Regions from separate parts of the Mus musculus genome. Here region 2 is linked to region 1. A link is a contact called in public Hi-C data. All regions are on one chromosome and are shown on one strand. Each heading gives the region's core, a stretch centred on a gene start, on an enhancer-like site or on the middle of the called end of the contact. The rest is flanking DNA. Distances are from core to core; before and after follow the strand shown.

Region 1 (6,091 bases), core at 1,860-4,359:
TGTGATATAAAAAATGCATGATAGTGAAAGTGGAAGTCACATGTTCCCTGTTTCAAAGGAGCTACATGTATGTTGTATGCTGATTCAACACAAGTACTGCTCCAGTGTCTGTTCCCTAGGCTAGCTGACTTGCCAAAAGTTTTCTGAAGGAATAGGATTTGTTGCTTGTGAGCTGAGTAAACATTGAGTATATTAGGGTTTCTTGCCAGTTTTGGATCAAAGGTAAGCACATGTCAAATATGTTCAAGAAGGGCTTATTAAAGTCATGTTAACATATAGGCCAGCAAGATGGACCAGTACATAGAAGTGCCTGTTACCAAAACTAAATGAGTCTCATCCCCAGGACCAACATGGTGGAAAGAAAGAACTGACTCCTGCAAGGAGTCTTCTGCCCTTCATGCATGTGTCATGTCCTATTCCTGTCTAAATAAGTACCTAAATAGGCACTTATAATGAATTCCATTTGTATACATAACACTTAGGAAAATAGCCTTCCAGGGTGGCCATCAATGGCTAATCAGCAGTTGGATACATATGGAAGACTAGGACACTTATGAGATTCAGCTTGAAATAATAACTGAACATCAGGGCCAGTACTGTAGAGATTTTCTATTTTCAACCCTTCTTAATGTATGTGAATGAATTTATTCAGTATAATAAATAGCTATATTGGTGGTCTAAGTTTCTGGTGAACCATAAGATCCCTATTTGACCATCTTTTAATTACAAATAAGTAACACAAAAATTTAAAATAGCCTTTTAAAAATGAGGATTAATTTCTTGCTGAAGAGCATTGATAGCTAACGTGCTGCTGTCCCCTCAACACCTAGTAGCATTGCCCTGTGCCTGCTCCTTGAGAATATCTTCAAAGACCCCATCTGAATGCCTGAAGTACTGTATTTACTGGGATTTTCTGTACATAGTACTTACGATGAAGTTTAACTTACAAATCAGGCAAATTAGGAGGCAAAAAAAAAAAAAACTAATAAAATAGAGCACGTATCACATATTTGTTATAAAATACATTACCAAGTCCACAGCAGCTTTTTGTAATAAAATTGTCAGCATCATTACTTTTGTGGCTTGGGGCCATTATTAAGCAGAATAATGGTTATTGGAACATAAGTGCTACAATTCTAGGGCAGGCAATCTGATAAATAGGTGCGACTGAGTGACTAAATGGACACATAGCCATCAGTGCAGGGATGATGTGGTTCGTTCTGTAATACGCTTCTTTTTCAGTGCAGGGCAGTGGGGTGGGAGGAGATGTTATGGGTAAGGACTGATGTCCTCAGTGTAAGTATGTCAGCTGAATAGTAATTAGACAGCCCTGAGTCCAGATTCTTCATTTGTGCCCTGAATATAATAATAAACACACTTAGAAAGTCATTAAAATAAAGGAGGCTGTTGCTTATCAGCTTATTAAAGTCCCCCCTTTCCCCCATCTGTACCAGATCCCAATGGCTAACTCTTTTCCAGCCTCTGGTTTCTCTGTCCTCCATTTTCCTTTGTTAATTCTCACTCTTTAGAACAACCAGTAAGGAGGGAGCAGCAACATAGCACAGAAGAGAGGCAATGAGCTAACAGTCAGTGTGTGAGTCTCTCAAGGACCAGTATGATCAGAAGGTAGGCACAACAACAGAATTGCCATTGAAAAAAACAAAGGGAAGACATGGTTCTGCATTGCTGCAGAATGTAGCAATGGGAACTGAGACGTTCACTTCAGCGAGAGTGGCAGACAAAGAGGGTTCTTCCAGAGAGGAATGACCAGGCTTGGGATAGGGTTAAACCAGGCCAGATGTGAAGATGAAATCCTGGCATATATGGAAGCCTGTCTCATAGCTAGAGGTGAGGTGGAAAGAAGCATAGAAAGGCCAAAAATAAAAGAAGAAAGAGATAGAGAGGGAGAGGGAGGGAGGGATCAAGAGAAGAGGGGCGAGAACAAAGGAGGGAGGAAGAAGGGAAGGAAGGCTACAAAACCCAACAACCATGCGAACTCAGTAGACTATCATAACGATGAAACAGGTAAGCGATAGGATTTGGAACGATACATGGAACATTTTTAAGTTATTGGCCCTTAGAGAAATTAAAAATTATGTTCTTTTTGTCAAATAAAACTTACAATCTATACCAAAAATTTGCATACAATTTCAGGGAGAAATGGATTACAGGAAGCCATTTATGGACTCTGAGAACCAGAGTGGAGGTTAAGAATATCTGGAGGGAATGAATTTCAAGTTCCCTTCCATCCCTGAGAATTTACGATTCTCATTTCTCTGGCTCAAGCTTTTCGCCTGGTTAAGGAATTTTTTTCCCCTTCTCTAAAAGAAACACTTTGTAAATGTCAGAAAAATAAAAAATTGCATTCCCAACTCTTTGTCTGCACAAAGTATGTTCAGCTTTACAGCAGACCTTAACAGCAAAGATCAACAGGCTAGAGCAGGTTCAGGGCAGAGGACCTGGGCACACAGTTTCTCTGCAACCAGAGCCTCTCTCTGGGCCTGTTCCCTTTCTCTCTGTTTTCCATGTATTGTCCAAGGCAATTTTCTCTTTATTAGTTAGTGTCTGAAGCCTTTACAGGTGATACAAACCAAGAGCAGTGACAGCCTGCATCTTTAAATTTGGGGTTTAACTACCTTAGGATTGTTTCCTTTATGTTGAATAAAAGCCTCATCCCAGTAAAGATCTGCTTTCAAATTAGCCCCATCAACCTCCTAAAATCATGATGCAGTTTCCATAGGTTCCCAACACACAGGACTTCCAGTATGTGAAGAGACTGATCATAGAAATGTCAGGTATAAAAGTGAACACTAGATCTTTATTTTTTTTTCCATTAGGGTCGCAGAGGTGCACTTGAATTGGATTCATCTTTTCTCTGTACCATTAAAGATATTGACAGATTCTGAGTTGCTAGGTCTGAAATTTTGAGGATAGCTAGCTTATAACATTGCCTTTCTGCTCCAGGGCAGGGTGAGCTGTTTATAAATCAAGCTGCAAAAATGATGAATTGGAAGTCTCCAGTTCAATTAGCTTAATGTGGGAAGGAGGCTTTCCAGGTTGTGCAGGCTCTGTTTTACTCATGCTCTGAGGAGACTAGTCTATGAAATGTGGCTGAGTACTAACGTCTGAGTCTCAGAGAAATGAAGTTGGTATTTTTCACCCTAGCGCCCAGTGTCATCTTGTATTTCATGGCGCTGGGTTGGGTCCAGAGCCACCGAGTGACGCTCCTCATAGGGATTTATGTTGCAGCCAGCTTTTCCTTGTTGTCGTCCTGCATTCTGACTGTGCTGAGAAAGTAGCCTAATAGGAACGCTGCTGGCACCTGGTGATTTAATTGGGGGTAAAAGTCCCAGCAATTTAAGGGGGAATAAAAGCAGGAAACAGAACCGTTTTCCTGTCAAATAAATGCTCACATGAAATGGGCCCTTGTGAAGCAGATAATGACAGACTGGAGAGCTTACCACATGCCCATCCCACTTCAGGAGTGATGTTTCTGTAAAGAACTGATTATGGAGTTGTTTGAGGTTTTTTTTTTTTTTTTTTTTTTTTTGTCTTGTTTTGTTTTTGTTTTGTTTTTAGACACCTGGGTAATGTTTATGTGAAAGAAAGCATTTTGGATTTAAGTATATTTTGTATGGAATGTTCATTTTTTTTCTATTGCTGTGTTTTAATACTCATGACAAACAACCACTCTACTTTTCCCTCCTGTCAGTCCTCCTATCGTCTTCTATACTTTAGAACTTTGGATATATTTATAAAGCCTGATGTATTTACCACTTATAACATACTGCTGTAAAGGGTAGCCACTTGTGGAATGACTAACTCTAGCCAATTAACATGTGTGTTGCTTTCTATGATTAACATTTTCATGGTAAGAATTCTTCCCAATCTACTTTCCTAGACATTTTAATAGCATGATATATTATTAATTATAATCATTTTGTTATCCAATAGATCTGTTGCACTTATTCCTATTATGCAAATGTAATTTTGCCTCCCTTGGCCAACATCTTTCTAGCTTTGAGCCTTACCCCAAACACCAGGGTTTCTGGTAACTGCTCCTACCTGCTCTGACTCTGTAAGGTAAACCATTTCAAAGGCTGTAGATGAGATAAGAATGCTTTGCCTTTCTGTGCATGGTTTATATTAGTAAAATAATGGCTCTCAGGTTCATCAGTATATTTGAAAATAACAAAATGTTCTTCTTAATGAATGGATGGTAGTCCATTGTATATATAATATATATTATTTCTTTGTGATCCAAGCATGAATTGAAAGGCATTAGATTGATTTCATACCATATCTATTGTGACTAACACAGCAAAACATGTATGTGCAAACATCTCTTAGACATAGTGATTTTCTTTTCTTTGGACAAATAATTCAGAGTGGAATTGGAGTGCCGTTTAGCAGTTCTAGTGTTTATGGGTTGAAGACCCTCTAAACTATTTTCCATATCATTTTGTTAATTTACATTTTCAGTACAAATTTGCATTTGTATTGCACTATTTTACATTTCCACATTATATTTCCACTTCAACGGTCTGCTTCCAAGACATTTGTACTAGCATTTACCCTTTAACTTTGTTCTATCTAGGCTGACTGAATTCAGGCCCTCAAGTATACTAGGAAGGGTTCCATGACTGGGTTACATCTTCTCTTGCCTAATATCTTAACAATAGCCCCTTTGCTTTGAAAAGTTGGGATATGACAGGATTGCCACTTGTGTATCATCTGTAAAGAAATGACTTCTCAAGTATTGTATTCATTTTTAAAATGAGGTTATTCATTTCCTTGATAATAAATAATAATTCCTTATGGATTTTGGATATTAAGTCCTTGTTTTTCTCTCCAGCCTGATGATTGCTTCTCTTTTGTGTGGGAGCTGTTAGGGTGATATGGCTACATTTTCATAGCTTTGCTTTTGTTGTCTATGCCTTTGGGGTCATATGAAAAAAATCCAAGAAATGTTCACCAAGAAAAATTTCACAAAGTGTGTGTGTGTGTATGTGTGTGTTTTCTTGAAGTAGCTTTTGAGTTTAAGGTCTTTAGTCAAGCTTTTATTCGTGTACTGTGGAGTTTTCAAGATGGTTTAGGATAAGGGTCAATGTTTATTCTTTGGCAAATTGATATCTGTATTTCCCACACCATCTTTGAAGACTGTTCTTTCCCCATTGTAAGTTCTTGGCACATTTTTCCAAACATTATTTGGCTATAACTGTGCTTCAGGGTTCGTTACTCTGCTCCTCTGGTCTGTATCTGTTTTCATGCCAGTGTCATAATCTTTCAGTTGCTTGCTCTGAGCTGTGCTGGAGATTTTCAAGTCAGGAAGCATGAGTCCTTTAGTTTTGCTCTTTTCTCAGAAGCATGGTTTTGGTGCTCATTTGGAATGGAACTGCATTGTATCTATAGACCATTTTTGGCAGAAAGGCCATTTTCATAATAGATTTTTTTTCCAGTTTGTGGATGCAGAATACCTTTCCATTTACTTGTGTCTCTTCCAGTTTCTTTTATCAAATATTCTACAATTTTCTGTCTAAGAGTCTCTTGCCTCCTTGGGTAAATGTATTCCTAAATATTTTATTTTATTTGTACCTGTGATCAGTAGGAATTTTTTCTTAATATTGTTCGTCAGATATCCCACTGTTAGATATATAAACATAAACTATGGATTTTCAGAACAGTGAGGTGAGTTAGAAGACCGAGCCTGCTGAAACTCTGAAATAGAGTCAAAACAGCAGTGCCTGAAGACCGGGCTGTGTGGTCTCACCATGTGCAGGAAATGTTCAAGGGGCTGAGTCCATGAGTATCATCCCAGAAAAGGGTACAGTGAGGCTGTGTTTTGTTGTAGGGGACACATAGCAAAATCTTGCGCTTGCTTCTGCTTCTTTTTCTACAAGGCATGCTATCTCTTTCTCTGATGGGTTGTCTGTAGTCATAGAAATGACATCACAAATTGTCCTCTGTGTTCTCTTCAAATCTTCTTTTTGTCTTGGACTACATCCAAGAATTGTGCCCTCTTATTGGAGTTTTAATTCCTGTAAGATTGCTTTTATGTGAGATCAGTTGTATCAATTATGTTTCTTTTCAT
Region 2 (5,719 bases), core at 435-2,934, 340 kb after region 1:
TCTTCTTCTAATGAGGAAATAAGTGTTAGAGCCTCTAACGTAACTTATTCCTGAATTCCTACACTAGCTTTATGATTCCATATTTTAAATTGTTTACAAGTTAAGGTTGAAATGTTGGTTTACCTAGCAAACACAGAAGCAGATGCTCACAGTCACCTATTGGATGGATCACAGGACCCCCAGTGGAGGAGCTAGAGAAAGTACCCAAGGAGCTGAAGGGGTCTGCAACTCTATAAGTGGAACAACAATATGAACTAACCAGTACCCCCAGAACTCGTGTCTCTAGCTGCATATGTATCAGAAGATGGCCTAGTCGGCCATCATTGGAAAGAGAGGCCCATCGGTCTTGCAAACTTTATATGCCCCAGTACAGGGGAACACCAGGGCCAAGAAGTGGGAGTGGGGGGGGGGGGTAGGGGAGTGGTGGGGGGAGGGTATGGGTGGAGTTTTGGGATAGCATTGGAAATGTAAATGAAGAAAATATCTAATAAAAATGAAAAAAAGTATTCACTGCTCTTTAATTTTGATAATTCTGATGCAGACATGAAATTGTCTTTTTAGACCAAGATTACATCCTGGCTGTCACTGTTTATCCTTAAGAGAAGAGCCTGGATATTGTTAAATTAGACAAATGGCATTACATTCTTTAATTGAAAACTAAAGATCCTTAGACTACAAAGAAGTCAGCTGACTCTGCCTATATCACTTGTTCATGAAACTTACTAGTAATCTTCAGAATAATAATTGATGTGAATTTGGAATGAATCTTGGATTTAATATTCAGCATGCATAACCTTAGAACTGCGAAGCTAAATTATATATGCTATTATGTATTCTCTATTATGCAAACCAGTAAAATATTTTTGTCTTCTAACTACTCCGTGAAAGAATGCTGTTCACTGGGAATCTTTGGCTATTTACTCTCAGAGGCTATTTTCCTCTCGCTGAAGCTTACTCCCCCTCCCCTGTTTGCAGCACTTTAATAATGTGAAGGGTTTCCCTCCAGAAAACCAGTGAAGCAAACAAAAGCTTCATGGAGCCCTACTGAGCGAATGAAAACACATCACATTAATTCAGTCTCCTCCTGGTGCCCTCCTTCTATCAACTATGGACAGTTAAAAAATAATCAAAACTTCAAACAGGAGAATACATATACATGGAGATTTGAGAGTTTTTCTTTTCCTTTTCTTTTACATGTGCTCAACCAAACCGTTCTGAAAGCTGCTGGAGCTTTCTGACATCACTGAGCCCTTTTCTGTGAGTCACTGAATTGCTGAAGCCCAGAAAATCTAATTTAGTTTAGGTCTGTTTGATAATGTAATAACACAGTAAAATGTGATTCACCAATTAGCTCATGTAATTGAATAATCAAAAACATGCTCTGAGTAAGTCATTGAGGCATAGTCCATCACCCTTGTGGTTCTATATATTTTTTTCTGATTACAATTGCAGGTACATCTTCCATCAATGATGATTCTCATGAAAAAGAATTGACAAATATCTGTGGTTGTAGATCAGTAGCGTACTTAGCTTCATTACTCATTGTTTTCTCTTTGCTGTTTCATCAGCTCCCTCTTGACCAAGTTCTACATTGAGGAAAGGGACTGGCTATCCAGTCCCTGCCTCCATAGAGCACTTAGTCTCATGTACTATATTTAAATTGTGTAAGGATGGAACCAAACTGACATTAGCATCTTAAAGAAATCTCAATTCCATAGCTGGATGATTCCTACAGTCTAATGGTACTGCTGAGATATACTTTAGGGAGGAATAAAAGCAATAGACAACTTGAGAGGTTTTCCTCTGAAATTTTAATTGGGTAAGAAAAAATCTGTAGTAGATAAAAATAGGAACTGAACATTCGGCAGATCATTTTACAGCATTTCCTCATAATTCTCTATGCACATCTGTTGAAACGTAGGTGCCTGGCTATATTCAAAATGTATTCCTCTTTGTACATTTAAATCCACTAAAGGGTTGGTTAGGTTGTTGGAACGATTTCTAATAAGGAATTTCAAAATGTATCCTACTTTATTTATTTATTCCTTCTGAAGTCTTTGAACATGTTTTCATGGTCCATGGCTTCCCAACAAGCAAAGTGAAGGGTAGTTGGGATATGTTATTTGGACTTGAGTCACTGAAGACATGCGATTTCTTAGCTGACTTGGTTTATTGAATGTAGTTTTGCTCCTCAAGAGAAAGGAGAAAAATGAGGATCAGAAGGAAAAAGAAGTGGGCAGAAGAGGAATAGAATAAAGGAGGAGGAGATGGGGAGAGGAGAGTAGTTTTGCACTGTCTTAATTTTTTTAGAGCAATATATCTTTTTTAAATTTTATTTATTTTTATTAGATATTTTCTTCATTTACATTTCAAATGCTATTCCCAAAGCCCCTATACCCTCCCCCCACCATGCTCCCCAACCCACCCACTCCAGCTTCTTGGCCCTGGCATTCCCCCTGTACTGGGGCATATAATCTTCGAAAGACCAAGGGCCTCTTCTCCCAATGATGGCCGACTAGGCCATCCTCTGCTACATATGCAGCTAGAGACACAGCTCTGTGGGGGGGGGGGGGCTACTGGTTAGTTCATATTGTTGTTCCTCCTATAGGGGTTGCAGACCCCTTTAGCTCCTTGGGTATTTTCTCTAGCTCCTTCATTAGGGGCCCTGTGTTCCATCCAATAGATGACTGTAAGCATCCACTTCTGTATTTTGCACTGTCTTTTCAAAGGTCATACTTTAGCTTTTATTGATAAGATTTAAACTGATGTTAGCAAGCAATTTTCTTTGTAGTTATATGATTACCCCTATATGATTTGTTGTTCATAAACTCACAATGCATATTTTCTATTGTCCCTCACATAAAAAGGAAACAAGTAGTAACATTCTTTTTTTTTATTTCATTTACATTTTATTTAAAGAAAAACAAAGTTAGTAACAAATATGAAACATATCCAAATTTAATATACTAGCAACAAAAATAAAACCCTTAACATGATTAGGTTAAAATGTGTAACTATACAATTTGTGAACTTGACACTTTCAACATTAATTATATGGAATATTAATTAACTGCGTCCATATTTTCTATTTTATTAGTTGTCTGTATTTTATTTTGCATCTGATTATATTTAGTGAAATAATTAAATTATCTATTCTTTTTACCTAAATTAGCTTTATTACTATGAAAATATTTTACATTAGCTTGCATTCTTAGTATTTTAAATTTAACTGCTATTCTTTGTATATTTAAAATGCATTATTGCATACAACTTATTAAATTTCATTATGTAATTCATATTTTAAAGTTTTACAATAAAGTATCTAAAACCTTATATCTATCTTTCCTCATAATGTTTTTCTGTTTATTGCTCTGCATTATTCTTGTGGTTGATGCTTAGTAAACCAAGTAATATATACTTAACTTTAGATATCTTTAATCAAGTAATTCATTTAAAATGCCAAATGCTTGTATTTTGGGATCATGAATAGTTTTTATAATTTTGCTAAAAGTTATTTTTATAACACTAAAAAAACCATTATGATTTACTTTCAAAGTATAGATTGGATTCCATCCCTATAGCACCTGTGAAAACATTTCCTTTTATTTCTTTTAATATAAGCAAACATTTCTGTTAATGTAAAACATCAATTGAAACGTTTTTATATGATTTGAGCCACCATAAACAATAAGATAACTTTTTCATTTTTATTTTGCTCATTCACATTTAACAATAACCTCTAAACAAATTATCTTGGTATGTTTCCACTAAGAGGACTGTTCTTAAGAGGACTTGTGATGGTAGTTATGTTTAATTCCATTTCGATTAGTGAGAACATTTTTCTTGAGATACAGAGACAAAGTTTGGAGCTGAGATGAAAGGATGGACCATGTAGAGACTGCCATATCCAGGGATCCACCCCATAATCAGCAACCAAATGCTGACACCATTGCATACACTAGCAAGATTTTATCGAAAGGACCCAGATGTAGCTGTCTCTTGTGAGACTATGCCAGGGCCTAGCAAACACAGAAGTGGATGCTCACAGTCAGCTATTGGATGGATCACAGGGCTCCCAATGGAGGAGCTAGAGAAAGTACCCAAGGAGCTAAAGGGATCTGCAACCCTATACGTGGAACAATATTATGAACTAACCAGTACCCCGGAGCTCTTGACTCTAGCTGCATATGTATCAGAAGATGGCCTAGTCGGCCATCACTGGAAAGAGAGGCCCATTGGACACGCAAACTTTATATGCCCCAGTACAGGGGAACGCCAGGGCCAAAAAGGGGGAGTGGGTGGGTAGGGGAGTGGCGGTGGGTGGGTATGGGGGACTTTTGGTATAGCATTGGAAATGTAAATGAGCTAAATACCTAATAAAAATGGGAAAAAAAGTAGTAACATTCTTAAGGGATGGAATGATCGTTAATTATTTTTGTAGCACTTCATTTTATTTGGGGAAAAATATAATCAAAAGTACATCATAAAGTAGATCTTACTTTTGGTATAGCATTGGAAATGTAAATGAGCTAAATACCTAATAAAAAATGGAAAAAAAAATAAAGTAGATCTTCTGGAAGGACGGGTGCATGTCCCCACCCCTGTAGTTCCCCATCACTTTTAAGTGTCGAATATCATATTCAAAATGCATTAGTAATTCTCACCCTCTTTTCTCCCTATTACTTAGGTCAATGGAACAGAAATTGAATATGAATTTGAAGAAATTACATTGGAGAGGGTAAGAAAAATTTAAAATCCTTAACTTTGTATTCTACCTTCTAGGTGTAATTTGTTGTCTTGTGAAAATGCAAAATTGAATTTCTTAACCCAAGACGCTGTGCCAGATTTACAGGGAGAGTATTAGTGGAATTCTTGCAGTAGAGAGCATGGGGATAAAAGATTGCATAACCAAAATGTTCAACTTGTAAATTATGTGGCCAGGACTCTGGGAGATGAATGGGGAAGGCAGAAATGGCCCCGGAGCTTCTGCAGCTCTATTCTGAATGCTTTTCTATTAATGATGATTTGGCAGTAGATTTTAATGACGTACTACAGGATGTTCTCCACCGTGTAATACTGATGTAATCTGACAGACAGCTACCACACATCTTCTATTTCAATAATGAGAGGAGTAATAAACTTCAAACCCATCCACAAAGGCAGATGCACAGCCTCCCTGCAGAGCTCTGAAAACTATGTGGGAAGGACCTTGAAAATGACTTCTGACAAATAAAGGGAACTCTGCCACACAGCCCTAATGTATTTGCATAGTTTACAAAACACAAAAGAAATGTCAAAGACCATCTAGGAAAAGACAATGTCAGAAAGCATTATCAGGATACTTATATCTGTCTAATGGTGAGGGTAAAAGTGCTTACTTACCCCCATTAGGAAATGAAGGAGCATGAATAGTTAGGGACCTAATTGGCAAATATTTCAAAGGAGTTGTAATTTCCAGTGACAATGACCAGTCCCCAAAATTAGTTAATTTGGAAATAGGGATCAAAAAACTTGGTTTTAAAAAAAGCACAGCTTTAGCACAATTACATTCATAAGAGTAGACATATCTCACAACTGCTCATATTTACACTATTTAAAACAGTGAAGGATTAAAATTATGTTTACTGCTTTATTATATAACCACATAATATTAATCATATTAAATTTAAATACTATTTCTAACAGTGAAGGCTTAAAATATGTTTACTATGTTATTATA

Evidence for each region. A called contact is a pair of places that touch in the nucleus more often than the background predicts.
Region 2: a Hi-C map of the N1E-115 cell line shows a contact between it and region 1, with 8 times the contacts expected there. The contact joins two enhancer-like sites. A contact is called at or near these places in 2 of 484 Hi-C or Micro-C datasets (the N1E-115 cell line and cortical neurons).

What each region holds. Positions count from the first base shown.
Region 1 is chr7:91,460,317-91,466,407 of GRCm38.p6, forward strand. All of the region lies in intron 2 of Dlg2 (discs large MAGUK scaffold protein 2), which reads left to right. Among named protein-coding and RNA genes, the nearest start is that of Gm24552, 220 kb to the left of the region's middle. Within about 2 kb of position 3,110, at least 2 of the 459 cell types and tissues checked have an H3K27ac peak or open chromatin away from gene starts, as enhancers often do. A contact at or near this core is called in the N1E-115 cell line, where this site is marked.
Region 2 is chr7:91,805,792-91,811,510 of GRCm38.p6, forward strand. Dlg2 (discs large MAGUK scaffold protein 2) reads left to right here. Exons shown (of 23, transcript NM_011807.3): 4 at 4,688-4,738. Among named protein-coding and RNA genes, the nearest start is that of Gm32353, 150 kb to the right of the region's middle. Within about 2 kb of position 1,685, at least 4 of the 459 cell types and tissues checked have an H3K27ac peak or open chromatin away from gene starts, as enhancers often do. A contact at or near this core is called in the N1E-115 cell line, where this site is marked.